7 separate regions of the Mus musculus genome follow, and regions 2, 3, 4, 5, 6 and 7 are each linked to region 1. Evidence: chromatin contacts called from public HiChIP or PLAC-seq and promoter capture Hi-C data. All regions are on one chromosome and are shown on one strand. The core of a region is the stretch at or near the end of the contact, and the rest is flanking DNA. Distances in the headings are between cores, read along the strand shown.

Region 1 (2,828 bases), core at 164-2,663:
TAAGGACCACAATCCCGTGCATCTGCCCCCCCCCCCAACAACGTGTTACACAGGCTGACCGCCAGGCTCTCAAGAGAATTCACTACAAGACAGGCCAGGCTACCGCCGCAGGGCTTCACAGTGAAAAATTAGGCCAGACCACTAGGAAGGAAGGCTGGGATGGGAGATGGCCGCTCAGAGAGCTGCACTGGTGGGGAAGTGTCTGCAGGTCTGCAGAGATGGAAGCTCCTGGTTCACAGCCCGCAGCTCAGATGAAGTGAATCCAGCTCTCCTCGCACTCCCCGCGTGGCATGTGCAAGGCATGACTGCGACAAGTAAGGCTATAGTCGCGACCATCATTGTTGTCCCAGTACTCAGCACCAGCTACGCCATAGCGCAGTGCGAAGTGTACCTGGGAGCCGAGCTCCAGCAGGAAGGGAGGCACTGGAAAGCCGAAGGCGAAGATGTCCTCGGTACCTTCAGCACCTGCAGGTCCTCTCCAGCGCGCCACTGCCTCATGCGCACTGCGCCAGCCAGAGAAGGTGTAGCGCACCGTCACCTGCTTCTCGAAGGCCACGTTGCGCACGCGCACTGTGCCGCTGATGCCCAGGTCAGAGCAGGTGACACGTTCCAGGCACACAAGCTGGCGTGCCAGGCGTTCTCCGAAGCCTGGGGTTTCGATGGGCGGCGAGAAGTCGGGAACCAGGCACTGCAGCGTGAACTCCAGATCCTGGCTGCTGCAGCACAGGTCTGAGTTGATGGCTAGGCGCGACAACACGTGCAGCGGCACGGACGGATCGTCGCCTGCGTTAAACACCTTGACCTGCGCCAGCTCCAGGCCCAGCGCGTCAGCGAAGCGCACCCGGACCTGCCGGTTGCAGCCAGCTCCGCACGCGGCGCCCGGGGCTCCCGCAGCCTTGGCACGGCGCTCGGGGGAGGTGGGCAGCGAGCGCGAGCGTCGTTGGATGATGGGCCGCAGCCGAGGGTCGCAGCCCGGGGGTCTGCAGGGTCGTCGATCCATGTCCGAGAGGCAGCTGAGGCTCCGGGGCACGAGTTTCCGGGACCCCGGGGTCGAGGGCAGCGGGGCAGAACCAGAGCCTTTTGACATGGCCCAGCTGGGCGGGCGTCACCGCCGAGCCACTAGGCTTTAGGGCTTGACAGCCTCTGGAAGCCCCGAGGCACCGCACCCAACACGGAGACTGTGTTCGCGGCCTGGCCCTGGTCTCAGCGGCGGGCAGCCTCGAGCAGCGGGTGGCGCTATCCAAGGCGGCTTCCCGGGGCGTAGCGCCCTGCACGGTGTCGGCCGCTTCTCTCCTTCCTCTGAGCTCTTACGGGAAGGCCAGCAACCCCGCCGCCCAGACGCTCAGCCGCCCGCAACTTCTCCAAGCGCAACTTCCCGGCGCGCCCCCGGCGCGCCCCGCCCCTCGTGACGCCGCCCGCCGGTGCGTCCAGCCAGCGCGCCCGGCTGCCCCGCGTTCGCCCGGCTGCCCCGCGCAGCCCCACGCTGTCGGAACCGCGCGGCCCGCGACCACCCCAGCCCCCACCCTTCCGCCGCAGCGCAGCCGCCGCCCCCGGGAACCTCGTCACGTGTGTTCAGGCTGCGGAGCAGGTCTGCTGGGTTTCCTTGGTGCGTGTGCCTGCGCACTGCACCCATCCATCAGCGATGGTGTCTACAGCAGTCTAGGACGTGCTGGGTGCCAGCTGCGGGTGGGGGCGGGACAGAGCCCAGCCAAGGTTGGCCTGGCGCGAGCTGGCCCTGGGACTGTGGTGAGCGGCCAGCCAGCCAGCTCTGGCCACCTTTCTCCAGCAACCTGGATCAGTGGCCAGACCCAGAAAAGGTTGCTTCTGCGGGAAGCATCTTGCCCACACCTCCCCACCATGCTGTGCCTCCCCATTGGCCAGGAAGCCAGTTCCCTGGGGAGGTGCGGGGGGGGGGGAGGGGGGCGGGGGAAGATGCTGCTTCCCTTAGCTGGGCTTGCAGCCAGAGAGGAAGACTGGGAAAGGGGCTAATGCCCATGATGGATTGTGCAGCTGCCCTCTGGCTCTTGAGGAGCGTTTTGTAGCCAGAATCTCTTGAGCTTTAGTTTTGCTGCTATGCAAGCTGAAGCCATGTGCTCCACCCCCTCTCTGCCTTACCCACTCATGCATCCTGATTGCACAGCAGGTTTTTATTTCTCTGAAGAACTTCACATACACACACACACACACACACGACTATGTGTCAAGTGTGTCAGGTAGATGAGGAGCCAGGATGGCACTGCGCCTGGGTCAGACATGCTGTCATGGTTGGTTTCCCACTTAACAGCAGAAAGATCAGGGTAAGGAAGGAGGGTGGGCCAAGAATGTTTTCTCCATCTAAGTGGAATCAAGCCTGTTAGTTGTGGGGTAATTGACCATAAAAGGGCCTGTTATGATTTTTGTTATCTGTACATGCACACCTAAAAGTCTTACATAATTATGGTGGGAAAGCCCAGGGTTGGTTGAGAAAATTTCCCATGATCCCATCTATTTTCCATTTGACAGAGGCTGGGGAATTATGGGAGAAAAATGTTCGGTTTCCAGGTATGCTTTTTTCAACAGGCCCCTCCTAACGGGAACTATGACCACCTTTGGTCTGGGAACCTGCACTTCCTACTGAAACAGCATCTAACACATCATGGGTGTTAGTATACTGATGATCTTTGAAATTTTTTTAAAAATACACATGTGAGTGCAGGTGTTCTGGGAGGCCTGGGGAGGGTGCTGGCCTGGAACTGGAATTACAGATCCTAGTGAACCACCCACATAGTGCTGGAAGCTAAACTGGGGTCCTCTGGAGGATCAGTAGCTCTTGACTCTTGAGCCATCTC
Region 2 (2,828 bases), core at 176-2,675, 1.7 Mb after region 1:
CTCCTTCCCTTTCTGGCAATTTTTATAAAACTAGCCTACAAGCTCACTTGGGGGCTAAATATCCCATTGAAAATGTCGAAACATTTTAAGTAACTGTGAAATGGTTTTTATTCCTTGCCAATCTGGGAATATGCCTTTTATGTATGCATACATGTGCAAGTGTGTACGTGTGTGTGTGTGTGTGTGTGTGTATGTATGTGTGTGTATGTGTGTATATATATGTGTGTATGTTAAAGTGCTGTATTAGTGTGTATGTGTGTGTGTATATGTAAAGTGCTGTGTTAGTGTGTGTTAATACTTTTTGAAAGAAAAGAACACTTAAAATATGTATCACCCCAAAAGTTCAATTTGAAATGTCTTACATTAAGAATTTCTTGAATGTTGTGTATATATTTTTAAAAGCACTTTGTGAAATAGTTTGTACATTTATTTCCTAATTTATACCTGATTTTGGTGTTAATATATTTAATGATTAATATTGTTTATTTAATGTTTTATTGATTTTTATGTAATTTTGTGGGGGAAAGTGATGCCAGTCTTTTTCATTGCCTGTATTATAGCTTTTCTTCTGTAACATGAATGTTTGAAAAGTCCTAGGCTGAAATGAACCCTTCGTGCAGGTGTGGTTGACTGTGTTTTGTTTTCAATGGTTCCTCCTACTGAAGGCCAGAAAAGATGCAAAGGGAGATTTGGAAATCGCTGCTCATTCTTCCTCCTGTTTCCCAGCATCCGTTCAATACTTGGTGAACTTGACCACTGAGGACTGGGGTTTTCAGATGTGCTGACCACTACGCGCTGCGCTTGTCAGGGGCTATGGGTGGATGGACATCTCTGCAGACTTAGCATATAGCACAGTGGGAGATGGGAGATGTCCGCAGAGGCACTGGGCAGACACAGGCCTGGCCCAGAAAGGAGGTGTTTTCCTTTCCTGTTGTACCTGTTCTCAGACGTGGGCTTCAGTGACTGAGTGTCCGTTCAAACTTGTAAAAAGAGGAAGACTTTCCATTTCCATTAAAACACTTTTTTAGCCATTACCTCATTTCTGTTTATTGAGCATGTTACGTCTGTCTTGTTATTTGTGAACGAAGTACAGTTTTTAAACACCCTATCATTTTCACCCTTGTTTGGTTGGTTGGTTAGACGGAGGCGCACTGTACAAACCTATGTGACTCTCAGACATTCCCGGCCTCTTTTTCCCGAGACTGGAATTAAAAGCGTGCGACCCGGCACCTGGCTTTTTCCTGGTTTTGTGAGACAGGATCACTGTGTGTCTCAGGCTGGGCAGGAATTCACGGCGATCCTTCTGCTCAGCTTCCTTGGTGCCCAGACTTTGGCTTTGGAGCCACAGAGACCACGGGATTCGGGGGGCGGTGCCTCGCCTTCCGGTTTGCTGCTGCACTGCGCGTGCGCGGCCAGAGCCCGACCCGGAACCAGTCGAGCGAGCGGAGGTGGGAGCTGTCGGGAGCGGGTGGGTGCGGGCGGCATTGCACGGGTGTGCGTTCTCCGGCGGCAGGCGGCGGGCGGGATGACTGGGCGGGATCTCTCTCTGTGTGCGGTGGCTCTAATGAGGAGAGCCCGTCCGGCCTGATCGCCGTAAAGTTGGTTTCTGAAAGACTCGCTCTCGCCTTAGCTTGAGCGTGATGGCGCACGCTTGTAAGCGCAGCTTCCCAGATGAGACAGGTGGATTTCTAGGAGTTCGAGGCCCGCCTAGGCCACATAGTGAGACCATGAACAGAAAACAATGGCAGAAACGTCCCCTTGCCCAGCTCTTTTGGAAAGCCTTTATGGATGCGCTACTAGGGTAGAGGCTCACCTGTTAAGATGCAGGCGCCGCAGTGTGTCGCCTAACTATGGGCAGTTGAGTCTTCCTGAGTCCCCGCCTCCGCGGCTTTGTAGAGGCATTCTTTTAAAGATGAGGTAAAGAAGCATTCTGCACACTAAGGATCGGTAGAGATGCGCCTGGGGTGCGAGCAAATGGCCTTGTTCCTACTCAGAAATCTAAAGGACCAGCATGGAACAGTTTCGGAGCTGTCGGGAGGTTTCCCTGCCTGCATGTGAACCAGTCTGGGACCTTGAGTGCTGGGTCGGGGATTGGGTGGGAGGTGGCAGCTGTCCCTCCAGTCAGTCTGTCCCACAAGGCCCCATAGGGCAGGCACCCAGACAGCAGCGTTGTTGAACGCGTGCTTTATTTTGTTTTTGAGACAGGCTCTCCCTTGCTGGCCTGGCACCCAGATGCCTGTCTGGCTTCCGGAGTGCATCTGCCACCGCACACAGCAGGAACACTTACCCCCACCCCCGTGAATGGCATATAATTAAGTAAAAACCATGTAATGTGAGTTGTCAGGTGACAAAATGATACTCCAGTTTCTAAATGTTTTCCACATGAAGAACGAAGTAGATCACAAACATATGTAATGAAGTGTAAAAGTATGTAGCAGAAACAGTAATGCCCGCGTGGGATTTAATATCCGGTAGCAAAGTGAAAATGGAATGCTTAGAATTAAGTTAGTTAACTGTGAATACTGTTAACCAATTGTGCTTAGCCTATAAAAGAATAACACTGAAGAAATGAAAACATTCCTCAAGAATGCTTTTTTTTTTCCCCCTTTCTCTTTTTTTAAGACAGGTTTGCATGTGTCTGGCTCCCTGGCTGGCCTTGAACTTGCTAAGTAGTAGAAGATGACCTTGAACTTCTGACCTTCCTACCTCCACCTCCTGAGTAAGTGGTGGCATGCCTGGATTATGTGATTCCAGGGGTCAACCCCAGGGCTTTGTGCATGCTAGGTCGGTAGGCATTCTACCAACTGAGCTACACCCCTCTTCCACAG
Region 3 (2,828 bases), core at 137-2,636, 1.6 Mb after region 1:
TCAAAATTTTGGCACATCAGAAGACTGAGGCAGGAGGTTAGAGACCAGTTTGGGCTGCACAGTCAGTTCCCCGCCAACCTGAGCTAAGAGTAAGACAGACCCCTGTCACAACTAAAACTAAAACTAAAAGAAAACAAAAAACAAAAAAACAAAACAAAAAACAGGCTCAGCAAGATGGCTCAGCGGGTAAATGCATTTGCTGCTAAGTGTGACCCCCTGAATACCCATTTCCGGGACCCATATGCTTCCAGGAAGCAGAGAACTCCTAACTGTCCTCTGGCCTCTACACATGTTGTGACATATGCACACACGGACACACATGCACATGCACCGAATAAGAAAATATTAAAATTTAAAATTGTTCACAACTATTCCCAGCATCCTCCGGCAGTGGTGGTAAGTTGATGTCACTACAGTAAGAAGTACGTTTTATGGCTCACATTTAAGAGAAATTGTTTCACAAAACAGTACTTGTTTTCACTATATGGGATGTTCCCTTATCTCCTCTTTCATTCTATTTCACGTTTATAAAATGCCAATCGCCACCAAATTTCTCATAGTAACTAATATTGGGCTCTAATCTGATGGTGGAGACTAACTGTAAATTAGCATGCGCTCATACATACAAAGTTACCCGCTATGCATGATGCGGAGTCAGCAACGCAAGAATGGGAAGCGATTTAGGGGGAAATCTCCCAATTTTATACTGCGGGCTGGGCTTTGGGCCGCAGTCTGAGGACGCGCGCACGCGGGCGGGAGTCACCCAAAACAGTCAGGGCTTATTTTAGGGATATCAGGCTTGGGAGCGCAGGGCTGCCCCGAGCTCCCCCTGCACTTTCTATTTCAGGGTCGCCCCCGCCGTGAGCGCTGCAGAACTGAGCAGCACCCGCCTGCCGGTTCCTTAGCCCCGGGGAGCAAGCGGGACTGAAGACGCACCTGGCCCGGCGCTGTCGGGGTCCAGCTCCAACAAACAAGAAAGGAAGACTGACAACTCCGCCCTATTAACACCTGGGCCAGAAGGGTGCCAGCGGCACGCGCGGAGGGAGGAGCCTGGCGCTCTTCCAGGTCCAGCCCCCGCCCCGCCCCCGAGTTTGCAAACAGTGGCCTCCCGCCTGCCCCGCGCACGCGCGCTTCGCCCCGCCCGCTCAGTCTCAGGCCCCGAAGCGGTGAGCGAGGCCCGCCGGGAACCGGCTGGGAAGACCCGGAGAGGCAGGTCCCCGGCCGGCAGCTTCCAAATGCGCAGGCGCGGCCCCGCCCACCGCCTGCGGCGCGGCCATATTTAAAGGGAGCCGGCAGCGAGGAGCCAATAGGCTGCGAGCGTACGGGGGCGGCGCGCGGTGGCGGGAGGCCCCGGATGTGGCTGCGGCGGCGCTCCTCCCCCGCTCCCTTCAGACTCGGGCTAAGCGCCTCGCTCTGCTCCCTCTCCGGTTCGCTCGTGGCCCGCAGGCCCCTAGGCGCGGCAGGAGGCGCCTCGGAGGCGGCGGCGCGGAGCTGCGCAGGAGTGGGAGGCCAGGCCACCGCGCGGCAGCGGAGCGGGCGGGGCCCGGCGCTGGTCCCCCGCGCCCTGCGCGCCCCGGCCGCCGCCATGAGCGGCTCGTCCGGCACCCCGTATCTGGGCAGCAAGATCAGCCTCATCTCCAAGGCGCAGATCCGCTATGAGGGCATCCTCTACACCATCGACACCGACAACTCCACCGTGGCGCTCGCCAAAGGTAGCGGCCCGCCGCCGCCGCGCGCCCAACTGACGCCCCAACAGCTCGCCGCCCCGCGCCTGCCCGCACAATGGTGTTCCCCGCTTCGGCGGGGGCTGTGGGAGGAGCGGACCAGGATCCTGCCGGTGTCGGGGGGTGGGGCGGCTTTGAAGCCGTGGACCTCCCCACCTGCGAGACGCCCTCGCGGGGCGAGACGCGCGCCGAGGCGGGGGGCCCGGGTCCGGCGCGCTCTCCTTGGAACCCCTTGGTAGCCACCGCCCGTCGAGTCGCGGTGCAGCCTCTCGCCGAGCTAGGGCGTCGGTTGAACTGCGGCTGTCCTGCTCTGAACTCTCCCGACCCTGTCCACTTGAGGGGTTGGTTTGATGAGAGAAGTCCAGAGTCGGTGCGCTAGTCGCGGCAGCGTGAGGGCCCAGAGCTTCTTTGTCTTCTTTCTCCGCGTTAAATGGGGCGCTTGTTTCCTTCGGCTCTCCAGAAGCGTGAGCGCCGCAGCCCGCCCGGGGTTAACGTGTTAGACCCTCGAGGGTGCAGATGGGAGGTTCGAGGCCAATCTGAAGCCAGCATGCTGCAGTCCTGGGCCATTCTCCTAAACCCTAGCCATACCTCCTATTTGAAGCGAGGCGCACAGACCCAGACTGGTGCTGCAGTGAAGGGCTCAGGGTTCCGGCTTTTTGTTCTCTTGAACTCTTCATGCTGCACTTGACGTGAGATCCCCTGTTGGAGAACCAGACCCAGAGTAGGCCCCTGTCCACAATAGGAGTTTGCTACTTAAAGCCTGCCACCAGATTCAGCTCAGCCCAGGAGTCTTGCCAAAGAGAGGTGTGCTAGCCTTCCTAGATCCATCCTGTCGAGGGTCCGTTGGGTCCAGGATTTCCTTATGAACATAGAAACTAATGTTGGGGGTCTGAGTTTGGAGATTTGTTCCCTTTGTTTCTGCAGCAACCATGGCCTGTTCTTTGTACCAGGGCTAGGGAGATTTCGTGCTTGCCTCAGAAAATCTCCTCAGCTGCAGCTTGTGATGAGGGCCTAAGGGTCCATCTGCAAAGTCAGATGTGAGAAAAGAGGTTCTACAAAGAGCTCTGCCCATCAGAGGGCTTTCACAGATTATCAGGGAACTTT
Region 4 (2,828 bases), core at 226-2,725, 1.4 Mb after region 1:
GGGTTTGTAAGCATGTGCCATTGTGCCTGGCTTTTTTACATGGCTTCTGTAAGTCGAACATAGGTCCTCATATTTGCCAAGTAATCATGTTACCAACTGAGCTACTGCCCCTTGAAGTAGTAAATTGTTTAGCATTGCTTGTCCACCACAGGACTGGCCGTTTGGGGTGAGGCCCAGGATCCATAATGAGTTGCTCTAATTGTTTGTATCCTGGGTCAGGCACCAAGTATTAGGCCTAGAGTGGGAGATTTTGCTTTGGCCCTTGGTCTTGTCTTTGTCTCTATGGTAACATTAGACTAGGGCTGAAGTGTAGGAGAGGGGAACATGTGTTGGAAGAGAACATGGGAAAGGAAGACACTGTGCCAACTAGAATTAGGAAACCAGGCCAGAGACCAAGGCCCACCAAACATGCAAACCCCTCTCCCAGCCCAGGAGGTAAGCCCCTGTGTCAGAGCCTCTGTTCCCCTGAGAACTGACCCAAGAGCCTGTCTTCCCACAGACCCATAGGTCATATGGCTTTACCATGTGCCAGGGCCCTCACTACAAGTCAGATATCACCATCCCTGCATTCCACAGTCCTGACAAGCAAATGGACCAGTCACCATTTAGCAGTGAGGAGACACTGTGGACCCAGGCCAGCTGTTTATGGGGATCACAACACAGGTACCCACAATTCCCAACCCTGCTAGAGGCTTACATGAGGGTACAGAGTGCTAGCCAGACCCATGCCTGATAGGCCCACTAGCTTGGTCTCTTCAGGAAATATAATCCCTAGGTGATCCTACTAAGCTGTGCCCTGTGATGAGAGCATGGGAGGACCTCACTAGACAAGCCTTACCCCAGGAAGGGTAGGATGGATGAGATCACAGAATCCTCTGCTGAAGATATCAGATATAGGCATTTAAAAACACGGGACACCCAGGTAACCTTGAAGAAGCCACTCCACACGGCTATGCCCTGAGCAACTCTCAGATACATTACAAGGTTACCCCGTGTTTTTTTTTTTCCCTCATTATTTACCTAGCTTCCTATACTTTATCTGCCAGCCCCAGCCCTGGAGTTCCGGCAGCGATCCTGAGCTCTGCAGAGCACTGGGTAAAACAGAAGCAGGTTTTTCTCAGAAACCCAAAGCAAGCAGAGCCAGGGCAGGCTGTCTTCCAAGGAGCCTCTGCTCCCCAGGCTCCACGGCCCCTGTGAGAGGTCAGTCTCTCCTCTGACTAAGGCAGGAGGGCAAACATTTATCACACTCTTCTCCGTTGGCAGAGGTTGTCATTGTTCCTGTCTCTGGGGGCTGCTGCTTCAACAAAGCGATTGCATTTTCAAATGATTGTCTTTCAGGATGGGAAGACACTGGCGAGCCCAGTGTCACCGGAGAGAACGGGATGTAACATTATTTCTGTGGAACCTCGGGCAGCTCATCCCAAGGCAGTCCCTCGAGGGGCAGGGGCAGGCAGTGGGCAGGCAAATTAGCTACAAGGAACCGAAGAAACCGAATGAGGGCAGCCAAGGGCACATCTTGGAGGGGCTGGAGGGAAGGCGCAGCTCAGCTGGGGTGTGTTCTCATTAGCACAGAGGCAGGTGGCCTCTCATCCAGGACCTGGGGCTTAGCTAATGGGCCTGAAATTCTCCTGGCCTTCACTCTCACAAACCAGGCTTCCCACACCTTCTTTTAAAGCAAACAGAAACTAAATAAATAAATAAATAAATAAATAAATATCAAACAGCATGTATAGCTGGCATTGACTCATTAAGACAACAGAAACAGCAAGTTGCCTCAGCACATCTCCGAAATTCCCATAAGCCACTGAGCCTGCAGATGCAAACAGTGGGTCCTTCCCAGAGCCAGCCAAACAACAGAAGCCCTCACAGATCTGAGCCCTGCTCTCAGGCTGCTCACAGCAAGCCATCCAAGGTCTGAGCGTGAGTTCTGAGTGACTTTCAGGGCTCCCGGAACTATGAAATCTGTCTCTGGTCCCTGAAGGAGTCACGTATTCAGACCAACTATGGGATGAAGCCAGATGATGTCACATTAACCTGGCGCCTCCTTCCTCCCCAGACCCCAGCCACAGGCAAGGACGTGGCGTCCCTTGCTGTAGCACAGTCCCTGGGCCCTGGAAATTGTCTGCAATTTCTCCTCCTCCATCAGTAAATTACAATAATGGAAGGGTCTTTGTAAGAGAAAGGAAAGCTACTGTCGGAAATTAGTCATTATTCTCTGGAAAGATGGGCTAATGAGAGGTTTCAGATATGCGTCCTAATGGAAAACAAATGGGAAAAGATTAAATATTGACTAAGCCGGCAGAGAACATTGAAGGGTGGGGTTTTCTCAGGGACACTCATGAGCTGCCTGGGGTCCCACAAGCAGCCTGGGGTCCCCTCAGTTTCCTCCAGAGCCTCAGTCTTCTCTCAATTGTAGGAATTCACTAGAAACGTCTTTTTGCCTAAATTATGGGCTCCTTGAGAAAATACATACTCTCATGTAGAGTAGAAAAAAATATAGCCACCACCACCCTTCACCTGGCTCCCACAGTAGAATCCTCCAGACCAGGAGGTAGGGTCATCGGTTCAACCACAGCCATGTTAAGGGCTGGCCAGTATCACCTGTACTCACCTATGTGTATGTGTCTTTCTTTTGTATGTGTACCTATGTGTCTGTTGTATGTGTCTGCGTGCATATGTCTGTCTGTTAGTGTCTAGGTGTTTGTGTCTGTGTGTGTATATTTCTGTGTATTTATGTTTGTATATGAGCCTATGCATGTATGTATATGTGTGTGTATGTTTGTATGTGAGCCTAAGCATGTATGTGTATTGTGTGTCTATGCTTGTGT
Region 5 (2,828 bases), core at 134-2,633, 1.1 Mb after region 1:
ACACAGTCCAGTCAGCTGTCACGCAGCTGACTTTGCCCTGGGTCAGCTTCCCTGGCCACAGTGCACTGAGGCTGGGGGACTCCCCATGGCAGTTTCGTATGTCGAACAGTGACATGATCTCTCCCCACTAGAGACCATGGGCAGTCCATCCCCCACACACTTGTGAGACAACCCAGAATGCCTTTGAATGCCACCAAGAATCCCTGGGGACAAAGGCCCTTTTTGCTTACCTCTTTTGCTTGTTCCTGGTAAGCTGAGGTGAGCCCAGAGAGTCTGCTCTGCAGGAGGAATGGGTTATCCTCTCTGTCTTAGCTACAGACACACCTCCACCCTGTGCTGCCAGGAAGCAGAGCTTGTGCTAGGGAGAGTTGAGTGCCCAAGACCAGCTAGGCAACATCTTTACAGCGTACTTCCACATGGTTCACATGAGCCTTTCTAACTGGAGCCAAGCTCTCAGATATCTCATTTTGAGGTAAGGAATCCACAGAGAGCTTGACTGACCAGCACTGAGCATCATGGGATGCATCCTCGAGGCTCTTTTTTGATTTCTGCTTTGAATGACTTAAAAACTTAACCAATACATACACGCTTAATTCTTTATCTCATGTCTCTTAAGGAGACTTGCCCACTGACCGTTTTATTTAGAGCAGGAGTCCAGGTAGCTGGATACCAGTTGTGTGTTTGTGCACTAGGAAAGAGCAGAGGGGGCACAAGCTTGCTTTCTACCCAGAAGGGCTTGGGATCAGTAGATTCTGGCAGGATATCTGCCCCTTGCACAGTACAAGCTGGAAATTTATAAGCTCCAAGAGGTCAAAGGAAGTGTGTGTGGCAGCTTGAGTCTAGACCAGTAATGCTGAGAGTGACCTGCTGCTGGCTCCTCAGTTGCAAAGCTGGGCTGCTCCTTCCCAGCCTGCTCCATCCATTCTTTTGGCAAGGATCAGGCTAGCCATCCTAGTCTGCACAGGCATGATGAGGGGCTGAGCTGAAAGCCTCCTTCCCCCAACTTCCAGCAATGCCAGTGAAGGTCTTGGTCACAGTTTGTGCAGCACAAGAGTGCAGAGGTATTTGAGGGTCAGAAGAATGCTGACACACTTGAAAGTGCACACGCGAGTGCTCGTGCATGTGGGGGGAAGGGGGTGTCACTTTCTGGTGAGTGCTATCATTCCAAAGCCACTATGGTTGAGCACTGTGTATACATTGTGAAAGCTGTCAATCCCCTGGACCTCCTAATAAGTGTGATTTCTGCTATAAATTTTAATAAAAATGCCCCTGCACCAGCCCTGGGCTTCCCCCAGCAGGATGTGCTCCTTGGTACCACATGGAGTGGGGTTCAGTTTCTGATGATCCCTGGGGGTGTGTCTTCCTCCTGCTGTTCTGTTTTGTTCCCAGCACACACCTGCCCCTTCTGCTGGCATCCTGAGGATCTCTCCCAAGTCACAGTTGAGTTGAGTGCCAGGAGTGACTCAGCAATTTTCATCCTGGGGGGGGGGGGGAGCCAGAGGGTCAGGCTGGAGGGGGAGGCACTGAGCAGGCAGCCTCCATGGAATGCCCAGATCTGGTTAGGCAGGCTAGGGACCAGAATAGCTAATGACTGGAGTGTCACCTGAACCAGAGGCTCTCTTCCAGACACTTCTGTCCTCCATGTCCCAAACCTAACTGGGGTGCACTTTGCAGAGTCTACTTGTCATAAGCAGGTCAGGGTGCGGCCAACATCTAGCAGTAGCAAACAGTGACTCTACAATAAATAAGACAATTTCAGACAAAGAGACCAAACCTCACATCCTCAAGGTGTGGAGGCTCCATAAGGCTCAGAAAGCCTGGGTTGAGCTGCAGTTCAAGTGAGAGAATGGGAGCCTCCCACCAGATGGAGAGGGAGGAAAGCGTCCCACTTGAAGGGAGCTGCTTATGCCGAGGGACTGCCTTAGGAAACAAAGGGAAATGGAGAAAGGAGAGAGAAGACAGGCATGATTAGGACTTGGATCCAGAACACAGGGAGGTGGGGAGGGGTGCTGGCTCTATAAGTGGCAGTAAGATAATGTGTCTCACTGCCCTGATCTGAGAGGTGTCACATGACAAACCCAGCCACTATGCTCTGGCTGACTCTAGTCCATTCAGCCAAGAGCCTCCTTTCCCCAGATCTCCTGACATTTGAACTCTCTGTGGGGCAGCTGTAACCCACCTAGTCCTACCTTGCCTAGCCATAAGGTAGACTTCCAGAGAGTGGGAGGGGGCAGGTAGAGGAGGACAGCGGCTCCGTGGGCTCATTAGTGGTTGATGGAGGTCAGAGTTCTCTAGCATTTATTTAACTCTGCAAATTAGACCAGTTAATTTCCTGGGAAATGAATGTAGTCCTCTTATTGATCGGGGGAGTTGCCTCCTCTACCTGGAGTATGAAGGGGGCGGAGGCAAAGTTCTGCTCATTCCGAAGGCGAGGTCACCTTTTAACAACAGAGAAAGCCTTGATCATCTCTTCTTTTCTAATGTCCTCTAAATGTGGCCCTCAGAATGTTAATCTGTTAAATGTCTCCTTAATTAAAAAAAAATGCAAATTGTGTGTTTGCATATGCAATAAAGAGAGAGATCATAGGGGCTCTCCTGAGGGGCAAAGCCTGAGGAGACCCACATGGCCTGGCTGCCACATGAGGCTTCTGGGAGACTTGGCTAACCACACACCAAGGGTGGGGGACAACTCAAAGAGACTAGGGTAATTGAGTTCTTTAGGATGAGCCACAAAGCGCCACATACCTGTCCCAGGTATGAATTAACCCTTCAGTGGCCCCAGCAAGACTGTGCAGAACAGAGAAAATTCGGACAGCTCTCCTCCACAA
Region 6 (2,828 bases), core at 153-2,652, 1.1 Mb after region 1:
GTAGGGCAGATGATAACGGTGATACCATGCCGATGGCCGTAATAACGAGAGATAAAGGAAATGAAACATTGCAAAGCGCTGATGGATAGCGCCTTCAGTCTGCAGTTTAATGATCTGTGAGTGCAAATCTGTAGTTAAGAATGAGCCAATCCCTCACTTCCACTCTGCTCTGTTCATCCCAGATAAGGAAATGAAGAAGTGCACAGAACCCTAATGTCTCAGATGTCACGTTCTGCCTTATTAGAGGAAGCAGTACCAGTGCCCCGAGGAACCCATGAGGTTCTGGTGATATCACTCCACCTCACTCCATGACAGTGAGGTAACACTCTCAGTTGCCCCCTTGGACACTTAGTGCTCAGCTGGTGGCGTTATTATAGGAGGTCCAGGAGCCGTTGCAAGTTGAAACCTAACTAGAAGAAATGTGTTCCCTGGGGGGTGATGGCCACCCTGTTTCCTGTCCTCTCTGCTTCTTGGCTGACCCAGATGTGAGCAAGCAGCCTCACCTTCCCACTTCCATGGCCAAGACCCACCCCTCCTCATTGCCCTGCACTATGGAAGGCACCCTCAAAGTCTGAGTTCAAACAAGTCATTCCTCTTTAATGTGTCACATATTTGGTCAGAGCACTGAAAAAATGACACCCTCCTTAGGCTCTGGGCACATTGAGAGCTGAAACCAGCTTTGGGCCTAGGTGGGCACAGGGGAGTTGGGCGGTGCGACTTGGGAGCAGACTCCAGCTGGGAGCAGGTGCCCTGTAGGTGAAGTGTGTAACCGTTTCTCTCTCCAGTGCTACATTGTCTTTCTGGCTCAGCCTAGGGTCACCTGCACCTTGCAGGCAGTGTACACAGCTGTGTACATGTGAGGAAGGGATTCCAGGTGGTAAATGCTATCTTGACTCTGTGCCAGCTGACCCCAGGGAGATGCAGGTGAACAGAGGGGGGACTTTCCCAATTGCTGGTGAGCTGACTAACCCAAATTAGCTCATCCCTCCCCAGTAGCCTTACCAAACTGACAGGAAATGTCATACCATGGGTTACTCTGTTCAGAGCCAGGCCTGACTCCAGTAACGGTGCCAAGTGCACAAGTCTAAGGTGCAGATGACACAGCAGGCTGACCTGTGCTCCCCACAGATGTGGCTAGGTATATGTAGCCCACGTGTGCAGCATCTATACGTGTGACTCTTCCAGATCAAGTGACTCTAAGTTCTGCCTAAATGTCTTGGGGCAAGGTTGGGAGGGTGCCGGGGGGAATGCTAATTGTGGCTTGGGAGCCAAGAGGGGTCGTTCAGGCCTCCTTGCTCAAGAAGGGAAATTACGAGCAAACGTGTCTGCTCGGCAACTTTAGGGAAACAAACACACAGCAGTGGAAGAGCTTTTTAACAGCCCTGCACATCGGTCTGGTTCACAAGGCATCTAAACCCAAAATAAAACAATGGGGAAGGATGTGCGGCAGCTTGCGGGAAGATCCCCAAATAGCTGACGGCTTCATTTCTGTTTGTTTATGGGTAGATTTCAGAGTCACATCTGTTACTTCTTTGTGAGCTTAAAGACATCCTCTGGGGTTGTTTGCTTTCCCAGCCTGCTTTCCTTCTTTCTTTCTTTTTCTCCCTTCCTTCCTTCCTTCCTTCCTTCCTTCCTTTCTTTCTTTCTTTCTTTCTTTCTTTCTTTCTTTCTTTCTTTCTTTCTTTCATTTTTTGGATGCTTTGAGACTGACGCTGCCCTAACGTTGGGTGACAAGGAGGGCAGTTGGAAGAGCAGCTAGGTCAACCCCAGGAAAACAATGGCTGCCATGGGACCTGGCTCCTGGGAAATTTCTTCTTGGTACTTCTCAAAATATTTGCTCTGTGGAACAGCCACTTGACATGGGGCTGCTGATCCCCAGACATGCAGGACTGACACACCCACAGGCTCCCCATGCCCTCTCCATTTTGCTTCTTGAGCCCAAAGCCATGTATCTTCTGTGAGGTCTAGTATTACACAGTGGTCACTCTTCCAAGATGCCTGGTTCGTAGCCACTACTTTCCTCCTTCCTTCCTTCCTTCCTTCCTTCCTTCCTTCCTTCCTCCCTTCCTCCCTTCTTTCCTTCTTTCCTTCTTTCCTTCTTTCCTTCTTTCTTTCCTTCCTTCCTTCCTTCCTCCCTTCCTTCCTTCTTTCCTTCTTTCCTTCTTTCCTTCCTTCCTTCCTTCCTTCCTTCCTTCCTTCCTTTTTTCTTCCTCCTCTTCCTCCTCCTCTTCTCCTTCTCTTTCTCCTACTCCTCTTTCTCCTCCTCCTCCTCTTTCTTCTTCTTCTCCTCCTCCTCCTCATTATTATTATTGTTATTATTATTATTATTATTATTATTATTATTATTACTGCCAGGCACCTTCTAAAAGAAGGGCAGTCTCAAAGGCACTAGTAGGTTGTGGGCCTCCCCAAGTTCTGTTTATTTCTCCTGATGGGATGACACTCTTGGGTGTGCTCTATCTCAGTGTGATCTATCTCGGGTGTGCTCTATCTCAAGTGTGCGCTATCTCAGGTGTGCTCTATCTCAGGTATGCTCTATCTCAGGTGTGCTCTATCTTGGGTGTGCTCTATTTCAGGTGTGAGCTATCTCAGGTGTGCTCTATCTTGGGTATGCTCTATCTCAGGTGTGAGCTATCTCAGGTGTGCTCTATCTTGTGTGTGATCTATGTCAGGTGTGTTCTATCTCAGGTGTGATCAGAAGGTGATCTCCACTCTCTCCTGTGAGTGCAGGTGTGGTCGTAGCTGGGCATTAGTGGTTCCCTGAAGCTGAAGAACTCATGTTACTTATGGGGTGTTAGGCTTACCTGACATACCCTGGGTAGTCATTG
Region 7 (2,828 bases), core at 195-2,694, 1.0 Mb after region 1:
AGAACTCTCCAAAAGGATTTGCTGCCATCTCCCCCTGACTGTACAGTGTGTCTGAATCTACAGGGTAGCTGTCTCCTCCAGGTCTCCATATTCCTTCTCACCTCCCCAGTAAGCTCACCGACTCGCCAAGCTGTACTCAAGTCTTGCTTTGGTCTGGGTACCTCTCTATCAAGAGTGAATGTTTCTTTGTCTCCCCAGGGAAGGACATAGAAGAGTCTGAAGACTGCCCAGCCAGCCATGCTAAGTTAGTAGCCTCTCTCATTCCTTAGCAGGCCAATACTGGGACAGTCTGTGGCATAGGGCCAGGTTGGCACAGGCTTGGTGTTCAGATACTTGGTGGTCCAAGCTAAACCCAGTCTCATACCTCTGGACAGAGCCCACTATGCACCCTGGGTTACCCTGATTTCCCATGGCTCGAGTACTAGTCAGGAGACCTAGGGTGTCATCCACCATAGTGGGGGGAGGGGGGGCAAGGAAGAAAAGGTCTCTCTGTCCAAGTTAACTATGACCTTGGGGCAACTTAATTCACTCTTCTCAAACCAGAACTATTGTATTCTGGACACAGATTTTCTCAGAAGAGAGACAAAGAACATTTGAAAAACATCTGAGCAGACACTCCACTTTTCTGTACATTGCTTAGCCAAGGGAGGGATGGGGAAGCCTTCACTCACAGTCCAAGCTGCCCTTATTTTTCCGCGAGAGCGATACGATGCTTAAAGAAATGCCTGCAGTCAGGGTTGGAAATTGCCCATGCGAAGCAAATGGAGCTGGCCTGCCCAGGGAGCTGACGTGCCTGACAGCTCTGCCCGCTGGAGTCCCTTCCTTCCTTCCGCGGCCTCTGATTTCTTCCTTGCCTATACAGAAGACCTAACTACATTTTGGCACACACAGAGGAATGGGTAGGAATCCTCCCAAACCTTGGAGGATAGCCAGAGCCAGGCCCACACTATAAGGGGTCAGCCGAGCCAGCCCAGCTGGAGAGTGACCCCTCCCCTCTCCCTCTCTTCCGATCCCTGAGCTGTTCAGAGGGCTGGAGGCCATCACAAAGGCCTGTGTCCGGAGACTTAGATGACACAGGGATGAAGGAAGTGTCCACTCTTCACTGTGGGCTCTGAAAAGAAGTTGACCTAACATCACGGTGTGATCACAAGCAGGGGTCCCACAATCTACAAAGGACATCTAACTTGCTGGGCAGAGACTACACAGTCTTCTTTGGTTCACACCGTCTTTGCTCCTAGAAACCCAGTCTCCCTGGCTTCGTCTGCTCATACAGGCCTCTAGTTGTCCCACGGGACTGAGGCCGCCCTGCCAGCGAGCAACCAGGCCAAGCGGCTGAGCGAGTGGGCGCGGGAGCGGCTCCTTTAAGGCCCGCGTCAGGCCCGGCCGGAGGGGCGGGGCCTCGGCGAGGCCGCCGCTCAGCTTCACCTGCAGTTCCGAGCGCGCGGAACAGAGGCGCGGGCGGCTGCGAGGCCGGCGGACGCACCGGCCGGAGGGAGCGCGCCGCCGGCCCACTTGGCCTGGCTCCCGGAGCCCGGGCGGCAAGTGCGGGGAAAAGCAGGGCGGGCGCGGGCGGAGCATCGCCGCGGCGAGGGAAGCCGGGCACCGGGCGAGCGCCGGGGCGGCGCGGCGGGGACGATGACCACAGGCTCTGTGCTGCCGCTGCTGCTGCTCGGGCTCTCGGGCGCGCTCCGGGTAAGTTGCCGCCTCTCCGATCGCAGGCGATCTGGGAACCCGTGGGGCTAGCTGGTGTCTCCCGGTCTTCTCAAACCGCCGCCCGCGCTGCGCGAAGCCGCTCGCTATCGGAGCGAGGAGCCGCGGAGCTGAGCGGGCGGGACCCTAGGTGCCATCTCGTTGCCCGATCTGCGCTCCGGGGCCGCCCTCCGTAGTGTAGTACTCGCCTCCGCCGCCCGGCAGTCGCGCATCCCGAGTTCCAGCCGCGCGCCGGGTCGGGTCGGCTGCGCGGGGCGCTCTCCCGGGTCCCGTGGGTGCCGCGGAGCTCGGCTGCAGTGGGAGGCGGAGGCGACTAAGGGGCGCGGGTTGTAGCCGCGGGGTCTAGCAGGTCCTCCCGACTTAGAGAGGGATCGGGAGGAGGGCGCAGCGGGAGCGCGAGGCACTGAGCCCGGGGACTGGAGCTGGACACACTCGCTGTTTCCGCACAGTCTCTGCGCGGTCTCCAGCCGGCTCCCTCGGTTAACTCCAGCTCGCTGCGGGTCTTCGGAACGGCTCAGCGGCAGCTCCCGCAGCGACCCTGGGCGGAGACCGAGTGGCCTGAACCCCCTCTCGTGGCCGATCGGTCCGGTGGCCTGCTCGCTGCCACGCCGAGGTATTCTCTGCGATGAACCAGGGTTGGCGACCGGCTGCTCCGAGGCCACCGGACCATCGCCTTGCGCGGGGAACACGCCCCGGGGGGACAGAAACTTTCCCGGCCGACTTTTGTCTCCCGCGGGCTGCAAGAGCATTTCAGAGCTGCGATCCCCAAGAACCAGATGTCATTCTGAGCTTGGCCGGGGGAAGATCCCCGACCCAGCCCTCCCTTTCCTAGCCTCCGGGGCCGGGTACTCGAGCCCGAGCTACAGGCTGCAGGCTGCGGGTGGCCTCCCAGCGGAACCCGGGCGGAGCTGTTGCGCGCAGCTGGAGGACTCGGCCGGCAGGGAGGCGCGTTCCGCTCTGGCGGCCCGCGAAGCTGAGACTGCAGGGTGCTGGCTGCGCCCCCGGCTCCCGGAGCTTGCTCACCAGGGATCCGGAGCCTGGTGCGCCTTCTTCTCCTTAGCGGAGTGGATTAGTGGGGACACATGCTATCTCCCTTGGTTCCTGGCAGCTTGGGTGGA

The links. Promoter capture Hi-C pulls out the DNA fragments that hold promoters and counts their contacts. HiChIP or PLAC-seq counts read pairs in DNA pulled down with a chosen protein or histone mark.
Region 2: an H3K27ac HiChIP or PLAC-seq map of embryonic stem cells shows a contact between it and region 1, with 4 times the contacts expected there. The contact joins the promoter of Mtg2 here to the promoter of Fam217b in region 1. A contact is called at or near these places in 4 of 39 promoter capture datasets (the 3T3-L1 cell line, 3T3-L1-derived adipocytes, hippocampal neurons and 1 more) and 2 of 115 datasets of contacts at active chromatin or transcription factors (embryonic midbrain and embryonic stem cells).
Region 3: an H3K4me3 HiChIP or PLAC-seq map of forebrain shows a contact between it and region 1, with 5 times the contacts expected there. The contact joins the promoter of Lsm14b here to the promoter of Fam217b in region 1. A contact is called at or near these places in 4 of 39 promoter capture datasets (cranial neural crest, hippocampal neurons, maxillary cranial neural crest and 1 more), 3 of 115 datasets of contacts at active chromatin or transcription factors (astrocytes, embryonic forebrain and forebrain) and 1 of 9 other capture datasets (liver).
Region 4: a promoter capture Hi-C map of the 3T3-L1 cell line shows a contact between it and region 1, with 11 times the contacts expected there. The contact joins the enhancer-like site here to the promoter of Fam217b in region 1. A contact is called at or near these places in 10 of 39 promoter capture datasets (the 3T3-L1 cell line, 3T3-L1-derived adipocytes, the C10 cell line and 7 more) and 3 of 115 datasets of contacts at active chromatin or transcription factors (embryonic forebrain, embryonic hindbrain and forebrain).
Region 5: a contact with region 1 is called in an H3K27ac HiChIP or PLAC-seq map of embryonic stem cells, with 3 times the contacts expected there. The contact joins the enhancer-like site here to the promoter of Fam217b in region 1. A contact is called at or near these places in 6 of 39 promoter capture datasets (the 3T3-L1 cell line, the C10 cell line, embryonic stem cells and 3 more) and 3 of 115 datasets of contacts at active chromatin or transcription factors (embryonic forebrain, embryonic hindbrain and embryonic stem cells).
Region 6: a contact with region 1 is called in an H3K27ac HiChIP or PLAC-seq map of SST interneurons, with 6 times the contacts expected there. The contact joins the enhancer-like site here to the promoter of Fam217b in region 1. A contact is called at or near these places in 7 of 39 promoter capture datasets (the C10 cell line, embryonic stem cells, hippocampal neurons and 3 more) and 1 of 115 datasets of contacts at active chromatin or transcription factors (SST interneurons).
Region 7: an H3K4me3 HiChIP or PLAC-seq map of forebrain shows a contact between it and region 1, with 6 times the contacts expected there. The contact joins the promoter of Cdh4 here to the promoter of Fam217b in region 1. A contact is called at or near these places in 5 of 39 promoter capture datasets (the 3T3-L1 cell line, the C10 cell line, embryonic stem cells and 2 more), 2 of 484 Hi-C or Micro-C datasets (cortical neurons and embryonic stem cells), 3 of 115 datasets of contacts at active chromatin or transcription factors (embryonic forebrain, embryonic hindbrain and forebrain) and 1 of 9 other capture datasets (pancreatic islet).

What each region holds. Positions count from the first base shown.
Region 1 is chr2:178,413,121-178,415,948 of GRCm38.p6, forward strand. It overlaps Fam217b (family with sequence similarity 217, member B), which reads left to right and starts at 1,414. Exons shown (of 4, transcript NM_001081289.1): 1 at 1,414-1,588. It overlaps Ppp1r3d (protein phosphatase 1, regulatory subunit 3D), which reads right to left and starts at 1,343. Exons shown (of 1, transcript NM_001085501.2): 1 at 1-1,343. The coding sequence starts at 1,087. The coding sequence ends at 248.
Region 2 is chr2:180,069,168-180,071,995 of GRCm38.p6, forward strand. It overlaps Mtg2 (mitochondrial ribosome associated GTPase 2), which reads left to right and starts at 1,426. Exons shown (of 10, transcript NM_181424.3): 1 at 1,426-1,448; 2 at 2,627-2,719. Ss18l1 (SS18, nBAF chromatin remodeling complex subunit like 1) reads left to right here. Exons shown (of 11, transcript NM_178750.5): 11 at 1-1,034.
Region 3 is chr2:180,023,601-180,026,428 of GRCm38.p6, forward strand. Lsm14b (LSM family member 14B) reads left to right here and starts at 1,387. Exons shown (of 10, transcript NM_001372364.1): 1 at 1,387-1,712. The coding sequence starts at 1,586.
Region 4 is chr2:179,848,441-179,851,268 of GRCm38.p6, forward strand. The region is part of intron 6 of Cdh4 (cadherin 4); the gene reads left to right. Among named protein-coding and RNA genes, the nearest start is that of Gm36066, 46 kb to the left of the region's middle. Within about 2 kb of position 1,476, at least 5 of the 459 cell types and tissues checked have an H3K27ac peak or open chromatin away from gene starts, as enhancers often do.
Region 5 is chr2:179,492,883-179,495,710 of GRCm38.p6, forward strand. All of the region lies in intron 2 of Cdh4 (cadherin 4), which reads left to right. Among named protein-coding and RNA genes, the nearest start is that of Gm52541, 28 kb to the right of the region's middle. Within about 2 kb of position 1,384, at least 8 of the 459 cell types and tissues checked have an H3K27ac peak or open chromatin away from gene starts, as enhancers often do. A contact at or near this core is called in embryonic stem cells, where this site is marked.
Region 6 is chr2:179,469,354-179,472,181 of GRCm38.p6, forward strand. The region is part of intron 2 of Cdh4 (cadherin 4); the gene reads left to right. Among named protein-coding and RNA genes, the nearest start is that of Cdh4, 28 kb to the left of the region's middle. Within about 2 kb of position 1,403, at least 3 of the 459 cell types and tissues checked have an H3K27ac peak or open chromatin away from gene starts, as enhancers often do. A contact at or near this core is called in SST interneurons, where this site is marked.
Region 7 is chr2:179,440,987-179,443,814 of GRCm38.p6, forward strand. Cdh4 (cadherin 4) reads left to right here and starts at 1,445. Exons shown (of 16, transcript NM_009867.3): 1 at 1,445-1,692. The coding sequence starts at 1,636.